Linked DNA regions of Pan troglodytes: region 1 is linked to region 2. The links are chromatin contacts, called in public Hi-C maps. All regions are on one chromosome and are shown on one strand. Each heading gives the region's core, a stretch centred on a gene start, on an enhancer-like site or on the middle of the called end of the contact. The rest is flanking DNA. Distances are from core to core; before and after follow the strand shown.

The links. A called contact is a pair of places that touch in the nucleus more often than the background predicts.
Region 1: a contact with region 2 is called in a Hi-C map of stem cell-derived neural progenitor cells, with 4 times the contacts expected there. The contact joins the enhancer-like site here to the promoter of ZZZ3 in region 2. A contact is called at or near these places in 1 of 7 Hi-C or Micro-C datasets (stem cell-derived neural progenitor cells) and 1 of 1 datasets of contacts at active chromatin or transcription factors (stem cell-derived excitatory neurons).

Annotation. Positions count from the first base shown.
Region 1 is chr1:153,474,665-153,481,723 of NHGRI_mPanTro3-v2.0_pri, reverse strand. It overlaps AK5 (adenylate kinase 5), which reads left to right. Exons shown (of 14, transcript XM_001168689.8): 13 at 341-532. Among named protein-coding and RNA genes, the nearest start is that of ZZZ3, 140 kb to the right of the region's middle. Within about 2 kb of position 4,548, at least 9 of the 24 cell types and tissues checked have an H3K27ac peak or open chromatin away from gene starts, as enhancers often do. A contact at or near this core is called in stem cell-derived neural progenitor cells, where this site is marked.
Region 2 is chr1:153,331,389-153,339,146 of NHGRI_mPanTro3-v2.0_pri, reverse strand. It overlaps ZZZ3 (zinc finger ZZ-type containing 3), which reads right to left and starts at 5,725. Exons shown (of 14, transcript XM_009423715.5): 1 at 5,448-5,725.

The DNA of each region.
Region 1 (7,059 bases), core at 3,299-5,798, 140 kb before region 2:
GCTTCACATTAGAGGAAACACCCCCTCACACATACATACTCCTTTCTTCTCAGTGCAGAAGAAGACAGATAGTGGCTGCAGTGGGTGGCATATACGCGTCTGCATCACGTGAGGTGGCCTAAAAGCTGAGGGCAAGAGACAGCTCTGAGGCAGTGTGTGGAAGGGAACTGACCTGGAAGGGGGGAGCTATGGAGTCCAGTCCCAGCTGCACCACAGTGTAATGCTGGGACCTTGAAGGGAACCAGAAGGCCAAGAAAGGAAAAACCAGAGGCCCTGGGCCTTTCCAGAACATCAGCAGGGTGAGGTTTCTGACTGTGTTGTGCTCCACTCCCATCTCCAGATTGGAGACCCACAGTTGGTGATCTGTATGGACTGCTCGGCAGACACCATGACCAACCGCCTTCTCCAAAGGAGCCGGAGCAGCCTGCCTGTGGACGACACCACCAAGACCATCGCCAAGCGCCTAGAAGCCTACTACCGAGCGTCCATCCCCGTGATCGCCTACTACGAGACAAAAACACAGCTACACAAGGCGAGTCACTTCACTTTCTCCTCTGAAATGAGCTGCTTACCTTTTTTTTTTTTTTTTCCCCAAGAAAAGAGAAAAAGCTGAGAACATTTTAATTAAGGGATCTGGGAATTAGAACTCTGTGCAGCTGCAGCACTGGGGCCAAAAGGCCCAGCACAGTGGCTCATGCCCGTAATCCCAACACTGTGGGAAGTCAAGGCGAGTGTATTGCTTGAGCTCAGGAGTTCAAGACCAGCCTAAGCAACATAGTGAGACCCCTGCCTCTGCAAAAAATTAGCTGGGTATGGTGGCACATGCCTATAATCCCAGCTACTCAAGAGGCTGAGGTGGGAGGATTGCTTGAGCCCCAGAGGTGGAGGCTGTAGTGAGCTGAGATTGTGCCACTACACTCCAGCCTGGGCAACAGAGCAAGACCCTGTCTCAAAGAAAACAACAAGAATTTGGACAAAATTATGAATCCCTTACTCTTCACTTCTATTTCAATCAAAATTAAATATCTGTCATATAGACCATAAAAAGGTGGTCATATAATTTTCACAGATCCCCTTATAGTTGCTGAAAACAACTCCTTTTTCCCAAAAAAGAGAGAGAGGGAGAGAGGAAGGGAAGAAGGCAGGGAGGGAGGGAGGCATGGATGAGACATAGGCTCTGCCACTGAATCTGGACTGTGAGATTATTCACTAGAGCTAAGATTCAATGACTTTGAATTTCTATAATTTTACATCATTCACATTGGTTCTTGGCTCCTTTGCCTCAATTTCTTGTGATAACCAACATTTTTAGAAGAAGCTGCTTATGGGGCCAGGAGAGCAGGTAATTAAGTAAAACAATGAAGATAGTGTGAGGAAATGAGTGTATCAACCTAGTGATCATGAGCTCTCTGCTGAGTCACCATCCGTTTTATGAATTTGGGAAAACTGCCCAGTCCTCATCCTTCCACTCATCCCATAACTATGTATCAGGCACCCATAGTCCATCAATTGCACTAGTGGTTTGGATGCAAATAAATAAGATTCTTGAATCCTTGCAAAGCTTAGGGTTTCAGTAGGGGAGAGAGACAAATGTGTGATCACACAATGAGATCAAAGCAAGCACAGAATGTGTGGCAAGGGCCCTTTCCTCCAGTGTAAGGGGAAAGGAAAGGATCCAGGAAGGTGGCCTGAGGAGGACTCGGCTGAGTCTCTGAAGTGGGGGTGCACACCACTCCAGAGAAGCCCCAAGTGGAGAAGGTCAGGAAAACCAAGTAACTCCACGAGACTGTGACATAAAGTGCCAAGGCAAAGAGGGATAAGAGATGGAGATGGAGAGGCAAGCAAGGACTAGATCAAGATGGATCATATGTAGGAGCAAATAATTGTCCTGTGAGTGATGGGAACTACCAAAGGGGCAGGAATAATCAGGATTTCAATCTAGAAAGCTCAATTCATCATCCTTATGCGGAATGGATGCAAGAAGGTAAGGCTAGGAGACCACTGAGAGACTAGAACAGTATCCAGGAACAAATCCATAAGGATGACAGAGTGAGCTTTTGTCCAGGAACAAAATCCTGAGGACTCGAACCGGAGAAGGGAGAGTGGGATCTCTTGCTGTTCACAGGATAAGAGACATCATCAATAAATAACAAACCTGTCTCTGAGGAAGCTACGTTACTGATTCCTTGGGGGGAAAACCATTGATAATGAATTCTTATCTTCTAACTCTGTTAATGGTCCGCTTTCCAGAATCCTAAGAAACACTGGGTATAGAAGTCTGAAAGATGCCTCTGCATTTAACTGAGTGTCAAATATGTGGCATGAGAGACATCATCCCCTACTTCCGCATCCATGGCCATTGCTAGTTGATCCCAGCACTGTTTCTCAGTAAGCAGGTGTGGCCTGAGAATGTTTGTCAACACAGCACTCCGGGCAGCTACTGCCAATTAATAGGACTTGATGTGCAACATGAGACTTATTTGTTGTGCTTTGTATAACCTCTGGCTGCCACATTTTTAAAATAAAGACTTCGATCTTTAATAACAGGGCCAAGTGCAATGGCTCACACCCGTTATCCCAGTTCTTTGGGAAGCCAAGACAGGAGGATTACTTGAGTCCAGGAGTTTGAAGACCAGCCTATGCAACATTTCGAGACCCTGTCTCTCCAAAAAATGCAAAAATTAACTGTACTTGGTGGTATATGCCTGCGGTCCCAGCTACTTGGGAGACTGAAATGGGAGGATCACTTGAGCCTGGGAGGTCAAGGCTGCAGTTTGCCATGATCGCACCACTGCACTCCAGCCTGGGCAACAGAGCAAGACTGTCTCTCAAAAAAAAAACAACAACAACAACAACAACAAAAAACATAAAACAAGCAAAAGTGTTTTTGTTATATAAGAGCAATGTCTTAAGAATTCAGGGCTGCAAAGGCCTTTCCAAAATTAGATTGTCTAGTGATTTCCACCTTTTGAGCAGCCTGGAACATACACAGAAGTTATCCAGGTAGAAAGATTTCTTCCATCTGGGCACGGTGGCTCATGCCTGTAATCCCAGCAGTTTGAGAGGCCAAGGCAGGCTGATCTACTGAGGCCAGTAGTTCAAGACTAGTTTGGCCAATACGGTGAAACCCCATCTTTACTAAAAATACAAAAATTAGCCGGGCATGGTGGTGCACGCCTGTAATCCCAGCTACTCGGGAGGCTGAGGCAGGAGAATCACTTGAATCCAGGAGGCGGAGGTTGCAGTGAGCCGAGATCGCGCCACTGCACTCCAGCCTGGGTGACACAGGGAGATTCCATCTCAAAAAAAAAAAAAAAAAAAAATCCTGGTGTGGTGGCGCGTGCCTGTAATCCCAGCTACTCAGGATGCTAAGGCAGAAGAATTGCTTGAACCCAGGAGACAGAGGTTGCAGTGAGCTGAAATCGCGCCACTGCATTCCAGCCTGGGTGACAGAGAGAGTCCCTGTCTCAAAAAATCAAAAAAAAAAAACAAAAAAAAAAAAAAGAAAGAAAGGTATTTCTTCCACTTTTAAGATTTGTAAAGGTGGGAAAATTCCTAAGTAATTCAGGATTTAACCACTTTTAGAGTTGGAAAATCCCTCTTAGCTCTCTGTTGTATTATTCCAACCTGAATTCTACAAACTCACAAATGACTGCTCGTGAGTACAGGATTGAGTTCTCAGACAAATCTGATTTCTGGAATCTTCCTTAGAGCTTTCTAAGTTAGTGGTGTCCAAAAGACCAGATTACAACACATTTAGAGATCTTCATTGGCTTTTATTCATGATTCTAGAATTGGGCAGACCTCAGGACCAGAAAAATGTTTGAAGAATAAGCCACATGGTCAAGCAATATTTATGTTTAGAAAACAGAAGTGAGGAACTGAGGTTAATTAGTTACAGCCTTATGTGAATCAGCTGGCTACCTACTATTGACTTAAGCTCAGCTGCTGGAACTACCAAAACTCAGCCATCTGTTACAGTGTGTACATCCAAGTTGTTTGTTTCATTTAGCACGGATGACTCCACGTTGGTTCGGTCTGTTGGGCCCAGAACGGGAGCCTAGTCCAAACCAATGGCCTCCTACAAATTTTATTTAATGGTGGAAAAGAGGTTTGCAGTCCCCTGGCTCATCTCTTCAACTTCCCCTGCATTTTGGAGATGCTGGCTGCTGGGTGCATGGTGAGGTAACATTATGATCCACTGCACAAATATGTAAAACCTCTCCAGCCCGGACTGCAGAGCAGCGTGAGCTTCAGCCTTCAGGACTCCCAGAGAGCCTCAGGGAGGCTGCTTCATCCCACTGCCCCTGCCCAGGGCCATCCCCTACCCACACAGCTGCAAAGATGAACAGTCCCCCCTACACATCTAGCACAGAAACAGTGTGTGCTGGGCCCAGGAAGCTGAGATTTGTCTGCAGGTACCTGTGGGGTTTGCCAGTAGCTAGGGTGACAAGAGCGGGGACTGCAGGAGAAGCAGGGGAGGGGACAGGATTGTTTGCCGCTGGAGAGGGAGAAAGCCGCTGGCCCACTCTGTTGTCTGGCCTCTGGGTTTTTGCCCAGTCCTCCTGCATCAGCTTAATCTCCCTTGGTTTCTAAGTAACAGCTTGTGGCCTGTTCCTGTGATGCTGTTTGGATTGTTTGCCCCTCCTCCCTGTTGTTTTACTGGACCCAAGACAGGGCTGCTCACCCAAGAGGACCTCTGGGTCACTTAAGGAGCTTTCTTAAAACTAGGTGGGGCTGGTGAATGCACTTCAAGAAAGCAAGTGAGATGAATCAGCAGTTCTGTGAGATTTATTTAGGAATTAAAGCCACAGTGGGGGCCAACCCATGCAGCCCACAAATAGGCCACAAGCACCGCCCTCAGGCCTCTACCCAGCAATGCTGACATTGAACCCATCAGCTGACGCCCTCCATCCCCCACTCCATGACAGTCAGCCCTTTGGCCACCAGCTAGCTAAGGAAAGTGCAGCAAAATTTCAAACAAAGATAATTTTTAAAGCAAAGCAGAATTTATACAGCCACTCCCTTATTCTTTATGTCATCATAATGCCATCCTTGTACAATAAAGTTAGAACTTCTTGTAACGTGCACACCAGAGATGGAAGTATATGTGATACAGGTGTATCCCTTTCTGCCTGTTTTCCTCCCTCTCATAAAGCAGAGGTTTGCCCTGCATCTGAGAAAGAATTAGAACAGAACTTTCCTCCATTTCATCCCCCACCTCCCTACACTTGGGCCAGGCAGCATTCACCAGTCGTGGGACTTCCTACCAAGTCTGAATGCTGCCTCAGAAACTTGCTCAACACAGCAGTATGGACCATCACCCCCAACTGACTAGAATTAGCCTACAAGAAGAAGTTTTCTTTCACCTTAGTGAGATAATTTATTATGGCATAAGTAACAGAAATGTAGCATTTGGGGATGAAAAGCACAGCTACCAGCCAAAGACTCCCTGGGGGATGGCGGGGGGAATATGGGCCTGTGCATCAGAAAGCCCCAGGCACACTTTCATCAACTTCGGTGAGTCATTTTACTGCTTCACCTCTCAGTTCTTCTTCCTAAAGTGGATAGAACACGATCTACTAGAATTGACCAAGTCTATTATTATAAAAGTAACACATACTTGCTTTATAAAATATAGAAAACTGGTCAGGTGTGGTGGCACATGTCTATAATCACAGCAGTTTGGGAAGCCAAGGAGAGTGTGGGTCACTGGAGCTTAGGAGTTTTTTTTTGTTTGTTTCTTTTTTTTTTTTTTGAGATGGAGTCTCGCTCTGTCGCCCAGGCTGGAATACAATGGTGCGATCTTGGCTCACTGCAACCTCCACCTCCTGGGTTCAAGCCATTCTCCTGCCTCAGCCTCATGAGTAGCTGGGATTACAGGCACCCACCACCACACCCAGCTAATTTTTTGTATTTTTATTAGAGACGGGGTTTCTCTTATGTTGGCCAGGCTGGTCTCGAACTCCTGACCTTGTGATCTGCCTGCCTTGGCCTCCCAAGGTGCTGGGATTACAGGCGTGAGCTACCACGCCCAGCCAGGAGCCTAGGAGTTCTTGACTATCTTGGGCAACATGGCAAAACCCATCTCTACAAAAAATACAAAAGTTAGCCAGGCGTGGTGGAACACATCTGTGGTCACAGCCACTCAGGGGACTAAGGTGGGAGGATTATTTGAGCCCAGGAGGTTGAGGCTGCAGTGAACCAAGATAGTGCCACTGCACTCAACGGGCGAGATCCTGTTTCCAAAAAAAGAAAAAAGAAACAAAGAAAATATAGAAAACTAGGTAGTCCCACCACTCAGAGGCAAACACTGTGGAGCGTTTTCACCACATCTTTTTGCTGTGAATTTTAAAAACATGATTGTGATTGTAGGTAATACTGAGCCAGACTCTGGTTGTAGGTAGCAGGTGCCAACTCCCGCTGGCCTAACCTGAAACACAAAACTTCATTATAAGGTTAGAAGACTCAAGGCTGAGGCACAGCAGGCCCTAGAAGGCGTGTGGGATCAGGCCTAAAAGGCTCACAGTGCTCCCCACTGCTTCACAAACACTGTTTCCTTCTCTCTAAGCTGGGTTTTTTTTCTTTCTCTGGCTTACAAGCCAGAATATGCCCACCTGACAGCTTTCGCATTTGCACATTACCACGGCACTCTGATTCCCAGCTCCAGATTCCTGAGAGAAATGAGGTGGTTGGCCTTGCTTTGCTCAGGGTCTCCTTGGCCCTCTTAGCTATGGACAGGCAGCTGGGGTCACAGGGAGCTTTTTTGTTTTTTTCTGTACTTTATTGAGTGCATATGGTATGTGTGGGACACGACACTTGGTGCTGGGGACACAGCAGTCAACGTGACAAAGCCCCTCACTGAAAAGAGAAAAACAGGCCAGGCACGGTGGCTCACACCTGTAATCCCAGCCCTTTGGGAGGCCAAAGCAGGCAGATCACAAGGTCAGCAGTTCGAGACCAGCCTGGCCAACATGGCAAATGTCTCTACTAAAAATATAAAAATTCGCTAGACGTGGTGGTGCGCATATGTAGTCCCAGCTACTGGGGAGGCTGAGG
Region 2 (7,758 bases), core at 4,476-6,975:
AAATTAAATGTTTTTACCCACAAATACATTAAAAATATACATTAAAATAATGGAAGAAATATATCAAAATGCTAATAATTGTTATATTAATTCCCAAGATCTAATTCCTCAAACCAGCTTTCAAAATCATTAAAATACATATACACCCCTTATACACAAGTCAAAGACTATCTACTTTACCACTAATGGAAGCATAAGGTTTAAATTAACATAGTAAATGAGACAGAGGCCAGCAATGCAACGAAAAAAACTCACTACAAAAACCTGGCACCTTAGGACACTTGAGCTAATAGACTCAATACCAGGATTCAAAACTATACAACTGAATCATATGCATAGGTCATTTACTAATTCTAATTATCTGCCTTACTATCTTCTCCATTAGCAAATGTGCTAATCTTTAGGCAATTGGTTGTTCATTACTGATATCAAATATTAAATGTAATAGAGCCTTGTTTGGGAGTAATTCCTTGAAATATTAAGTAGAAAGATAAATAGGTTAAAATAATAAAATAAAACAAAGGAAGTTCCATACACGATAGCACCATTTTTATTTGGTGTCATCTGATAAGGAGAGATCTACAAGTAAATTTTCCAGAAAACTGAAACTTAACATTTAATTAACAGAGTTTTGAAAATGGTTACTTTTATAGCAATCTCAAAAGACACCAATTTCTTACTTCCTTAAACATAGTACACAGAATAAAAGTTCATTATTAAAGTTATCATTGTGATGCATCAACTTACTAGGCTGCTCTATGATACTGTCATTCCTTCAGAAGTTAATGATTATAGGAGTGTATGTCTTTATGTAATGGCCTTAAAACACTATTCTACTATAGTTCCACCTACTTTTTAATAGTTCTTCCTTTTCCCCTGTAGATGACATTTCAGCTGCCAATGTCCCTAACTCCAATGGCCAACACTGAAGATTTTTATCTGTGGACTAATTCCAATTAGTAGTTTCCTAATAAAGGCTAATGGCTTATTATACTTGGTTGCATTCATTTTGAAGGCTTAGAGATTTTTTTATGTCCAGGATTGCTGTTATGTTTCAAATGGCTGAGGTCATTAGCAATAAATGTCAGCTGAATTACTGACTCTAACTTACAGATATACTGAAGTTCCAAAACAACAGTAATAATAATATCTGAATAGTTTGATTAATCACAAAGTGATATTCTCCTCAGGGCAAGTTACTCAACTCACTCCTCTCTAATAAGACAAAAATTACCTACATAAATGATAAAAATCAGCTGAAAAGAAAAACAGAAAAGTGAGAACGAAAGGGTCAAACAAAATAATCAAGACTTTGGGAAATATTTACTGAGAGTGGTTTTCAGAGTACAATTACAGTGGTTATCAGAGCATTAACTACAGAAATTTGCACCAGAGTATATACCAAATCTCTAGTAAATACTAGTATAAAAATGAAACTCTTCTAGCAACTATTTCTTGTAGGTAACTCCAAACTGAATTTTCATATGAAATTTAGGTGTTTTTATTTTATTTTTGACACAGGGTCTCACTCACTCTGTTGCCCAGGCTGGAGTGCAATGGTGCAATCACAGCTCACTGCAGTCTCAACCTTCTGGGTTCAAGCAATCCTCCCTTCTCAGCCTCCCAAGTAGCTGGTACTACAGGCGTGCACTACCAGGCTAATTTTTTTTTCTTTTTTGGTAGAAACGTGGTCTGACTATGTTGTTGCTGGTCTCAAGCAATCCTCCCACCTCGGCCTCCCAAAGTGCTGGTATTACAGGCGTGAGCCACCAGGCCCAGCTTAAGGTAACTTAAAGTTACAGGTCTGTGGAAATTGGCATGGTGTCAGACCTTAAGGAAAAAATTCAAGTGAGAATAAATCAGTATTATTATATTATCACTGTTACTAGTTTCCTCTGATCACTAAAGTTCATTAGCTCTCATCATTTATATGACCGTAATAATTGAGAAAAGTGAAAATTAAATTTCTTGGTTATTTAAATTTTACTCAACCAAACACAAACCATGTAAAAATACATTTTTCTTCTTCCTTGGATTTTTCTCAGTATATTTCTACCAAGTACCTCAAATAATTTCGTGTCTGTAAAAGGCTGGTATTTCCCAAGACCCATTATTGAAAAGTTTATAAAACAAAAGTTCTAAGAACAAGGAACATATATTATTTCATAGATCAGATGCACGTGGACTATTAAAGGCCCAGTTACCAAGCTAAACTTATGTAGATACCTTTGCAAAGGCCATTGTAGAACTGTGACCTTCAAACTCATTGTCATTTTCACAATTTCCCACTTCTAAAAATAATAATAAAACGTACTTAACAAATGTTATTTAACAGAATAGCTTTATCTAAAGTAAAGAATTCACAAGGTTTCAATTAAGTATAACCTTAAGCTGCTGACTTTTATGACAGGAAATATCTAGCAATTCTGTGAATAGACCCAGAACTATCTAAAAAAAAATAGGAGGAGAAAGTTGCCTCAAATACTGACTCGGGCTGTCCTCCAACTATTATGAGCCTGACTATTCTTGCACCATGGCTCTTGCCTCACTGTCAACCTTCTACATTCCTCTTTTCTCCCCAACTTGTCCAATTCCATTTCAGTATCAACCTCTACACTCCCAATGTCCCCTTTTCCTCTTTCCAACATCATACCTCTCAACACTCACTTCTATTCCTCAACATTTCTACTTGCACTGTTACAACAAAAAACCACATTGCCCAAAGAGTGGACAATTCTCTTATGTGACTGGTCTGATAAATATTATTACTGGTAGGTTTGGCGGGGGGAAATTACAAAAACAACACTTACAAAATGATAGCCGCTTAGCAACTTCAAGTATATATACCTTTGTTTGTACTAACTACTAATGTCTACCACTCTCCAATTGAGATCACTAAGTTGCATGGTCAAACTATCATTTTAATCACACTGATAAACTTTTAAAACGTCTGAAAAACTCCTATATAGTTAGGTTACAGTTTAGAATATATAATATATAAAGTTAAATACATAACACACATTAAAGATAAAAATATAAAACTCAAGTGATAAAACATTAATTTATTTAAATCTTGTTTTACATGTACTTTCTTTCTGTGCAAAGCTACCAAGCACAATAAATCAACTTTACTGCAAAAATAACACTGTTACTTGTGATATTTTCACAAGATTATACTACCAAAAAAATCAGTACAAACAAAAAAAAATCTGTGTAAGTATGCATACGTAAGTCTTGACAAACAGGCATATATCACTAAATAAAAATTTAATTTAGTTAGAAATGTTTACTGATTGCCAATATTGTGTTGGTACCCCATTAAAACAACACTTTCTCCCCTTCATTTAACAAACAAAAACTAAACCAAAATATGGAAATATCTGGAATGATACACAGCAACCACAAAGGCTGGTTACAGAGATTTAAGACTGAGGAATGGAACTTTGTGGTACCGTGAAACAAGCACTGTGTTACTCTATACTATATACCTCTCTGTATTATGTATAGGAAAAAAAAAAAACACTTTTGTAGTTTTAAAAAACAAACTATGAATGAATTAACTAGTCACCTGATTCGTTTTGTAATTAACTCCCCACTCCTTATTTAGTACTGCAACTACTAAATAAAATCCAAATACTACTTAAGAATACGAAAACACAAAGGTATACTGTAAATTCATTTCTGAGACATTAGGGAATTGGAGAGAAATATTAAATTGATTTCAAACTCATTTAAGAAAAATAAAGCTCAAACTCTGATGCCAAAATTTATGAGTTTGCTCTTTACTAAAAAGTTGACCTGAGGCCGGGCGCGGTGGCTCACGCCTGTACAGTGCTGAAATCCCAGCACTTTGGGAGGCCGAGGCAGGTGGATCACTTGAGGTCAGGAGTTTGAGACCAGCCTGGCCAACATGGTGAAACCCCGTCTCTACTAAAAATACAAAAATTAGCCGGGCGTGGTGAAGCGCGACTGTAATCCCAGCTACTCGCTACTCGAGAGGCTGAGGCAGGAGAATCGCTTGAACCCGGGAGGCGGAGGTTGCAATGAGCCGAGATCGCCCCACTACACTCCAGCCTAGGCGACAAGAGCGAGACTCCGTCTCAAAAAAAAAAAATCACATGAAACAGTCTGTTACCTTAAATAAATAACCTAAAACAACCATCCCTAAACTTCAAAGATGGCAACCTCAGTAGCACAGTAGTAATTAAAACCCTACCGATAACTGAGTTAATAGGCACGTACAAAATGATGAAAAGCAGGATTTTATTCTGACCACAGGTGTTGTCAGAGACATAATGGGCCCTCCAAATACTGCCAAAAGTTACTGAAAATACGAAGTCAGGGTGATGAGTAAATGACACCCAGAGAAAATAGATGGGAGGAGTTCTGTTTCAGGAGACTGGAGTCAGGTACTGCAGCAGAAAACGCGACACAATAGTTAACCGGTCTGGAATACTTTAGAAAATGGCAAGAAGGGAAAAACTGACAGGAACATCTTAAAGTAAGAGGAACGGTATCCAATGGAATCATCAGGTCTGCGCGAGCACGGCTCCCGGACTTCCAGTGAGTGGGACAGGGTGGAACTATCACTGCGTGGGGAGAAGGACCTGGCTGAGGGGTGCATATGCTTTTGCAGGTGGTGGAGCGCCCGCAGGGGGATGGGGAGGGCAGTGTTGCCTCAATGGGGTTACTGTATTCCCTTCAAGACTATGGGACGCTGATGCAGCACGTATCCCGGCACCAAGAGGCACTCGCCCCGGGCCCCTCCCTAACGACTTGCCTTGTAGAAAGAGTTGCAGGTCCCAGGCCCCCGGAACCCAAGGCTCCGCCATCCAGGACAACTGCTCTGCCAACGAGGTCCCGCGAGAATCGAGAGATCTCGCGATACAAACCCACTCGCATCTCGCGAGCTTCCTCTAGACCCAACATGGCGGTACAGAAAAAAATCAGTATTTCGGAACTTAAAAAGCACTTCACTAACGGAGTAGTGAACATTTAAAACAATGAGACAGTAGGAAGTCTTTCCGCTTTATACGTCTCCTCCTTTCCCCTTGTACAGAAAAGCAGAAATCTTAAAAACCTCCCATTACCACGGTTATACTACATAAACAGAGCGCAGTGCGCTGCCCCAGGCAGCCTCCCTGTCACGTGGAAACATTTTCGGCGTGCCCGTCACGTGGGCCGCTACTGAGCGAGCGCGCTCCCGACGCCCTCCCAAAAGCCCTCCCCGCCCCCCTTTCGCCCGCGCACACGTGCGCGCGCACCCCCGCCCCACGTGGGGGCTTCGCCGTCGCAGCCGTCGCAGTCGTCGCCTCCAGCCCACCCCCGCCCGGTACTTGGCTCTAAATCCGGGTCCCAAGCCGATCGTTTGCCACCCCCATTCCCTCCCCCTTCATTCTCCCTCCCCCGTGTCTGGCCCTCACCACGTGTCCCGAGCTCTTGCTCACCTTTCACGCGGGGTCGGACGCAACGGGCCACTTGGGGAGGCGCCGCCGCCGTGGCCGCTCTCCGCCCCCGCCACGGCACTTGCTCGGGTGGCCACCGCTGCAGGAAGCTCGATAGCGGCGCCGCGGCGCTTCCAGGTGGGTCCCCGCCTCCCGCTCCTGCCACTTCCCGCAGCACCAGCGGCTCCTTCCGGTCCCCTCCTTTCTCCTCGTTGGGACTGGCGGGCGGCGGCGGCGACCGCTGCTGCTGCTGTTGCTGCTGCTGCAGGCGCGCTCACTACACCGCCTGCTGGTAACCGCGGCCCGTGCAGCGCCCGCGGGTCGGGCGCCGCCGAGGCCCTCCCCGGCCAGTCCCTGCCCCTGGGCGAAGTTTGGTCTTCCGAGGGCGGGTTGCAGTCCATCCCTTGCAACCGTCCAACCTGGCCCTAGCAGAGGAAAGGCGTCCTCGTAGCTCCGCCATTGGAAATCGGCTTCATCCTGCCCTTTGTGGCCTCCTGAGAGATTTGTAAACCCCACCTCCCTTAGCACTGTGGTCTCAAGCCAGGAGAACATCCATACATGTATTTATGATCATTCTTCTGCCTCGCCTCGTTCACCTCTGGCTTTCTGGCTGGTACCACAGCACGCAGGCTCGAACCACTTCGGGCCTTTGCGCTTGCCGATTTCTCTGGCAGAACATTTCCTCCAGATTTTTTTTAACTCCTCGATGTTCGATGCATATTTCAGGTCCCTTCTCAGAGGGCTGCCCAGACCACTGTATCCAAAAAAAGTACACCTGCACCATTGCTTTAACTCTTCACCTGCTTTTATTTCTTCATAACAGTTACAACTTCCAGACCTTATTTATTTGTCAGTATCCTCACCACCAGGAATGTAAAATTTTTAAAAGCAGGGACTTAGTAAACTGTTTTGCTCATTGCTGTATCCCCAGAATTGTGTCTGGCACAAAGCAGTGCTCAGTAATATCAAAACAGATCTACCAACTATATTGAGCATGTAGGAAAATAAAGCCCAACACACATTAATGAAGATAAATAACTTCATCATTTATGAGCTGTGGAAAAACAGCTAAACCTCCTTCCGTGGCTATAAAGATTATGTTCCAAAAATATAAAATCCAGTGGTAGAAGCCATTAACTGGGGCTCTTCTTTGACAATTGTCCAGTGCTGTTTCATTACTTTTGTTTTCCTTTGCAACACTATTTTTTTTCGGGTAAGTGGATACGTGTTGTGCCTTCTTTTATGTTGCTAATAAAAGTTATTAAATGTTTTAAACGGTGTTTTGTATTTTAGCTTTGAGTTCAACTCAAAGTAACATCTACTTCAAGAAAAAGGGTTACATGTTTTTAACACATCAAGTATTTATTGAACATACTAGTGTTTCTGGGTGGCAGTATGTCAAAAAAAACGGGGGTGGGGGAGGCCGGGCGCGGTGTCTCAAGCCTGTAATCCCACCACTTTGGGAGGCCTTGACAGGCAGATCACCTGAGGTGTCAGGAGTTAAAGACCAGTCTGGCCAACATGGCGAAACTTCGTCTCTACTAAAAATAGAAAAATTAGCCAGGTGTGGTGGCACACGCCTGTTATCCCATGTAATCCCAGCTACTTGGGAGGCTGAGGCAGGAGAATTGCTTGAACCCGGGAGGTGGAGGTTGCAGTGAGCCGAGATCGTGCCACTGCACTCCAGCCTGGGCGACAGAGCAAGACTGTCTCAAAAATAAAAAAGGAAAGATAAAACATACTTAGTGCCCTATACTAAGACTAGAGATACAAAAATAAACACGTTTCCCTACCTTGCTCTTTCTACTTATAGAGCCAAATTCTATTATAATAACCATACTTAGCATGCTTTTGATCCCTATGTGCCAGGCCAAATGCTGTGTACTTTTCTGTGTTACCCTATTTTAGGCTTCTGACAATCCTATGAGATATATACTATTTGTGGTAGGCCTTGAGATGTACTTTTCAGACCCCACTTCAGGAATAAAGAACTGAGCTGCTGCTGCCAAGAGTCATACCCACAGCCAGCCATCGGTTGTCAGCCCCTTTCAGGCACGCCAGTGTCACAGAGTCATAATGTTCTCAGAGAGGCCACATCCAGTGACTGATCAATGCAGGGATAAAAGGCTCAGCCCTCTCACCTCCATTTGGTACAATTCTGATGGATTTTCTCCTCCTGCAGAACAACTTGCAGGATCAGCTAAGGCATTCCATTGAGACTTCACTAAAGTCCAACTTCTGCCCAGTTCAGCTTTTCTTCCCTCCCACAAGTGATGATCCCAAGAGCATTCCCTAATAAATCTCCTGCACACTA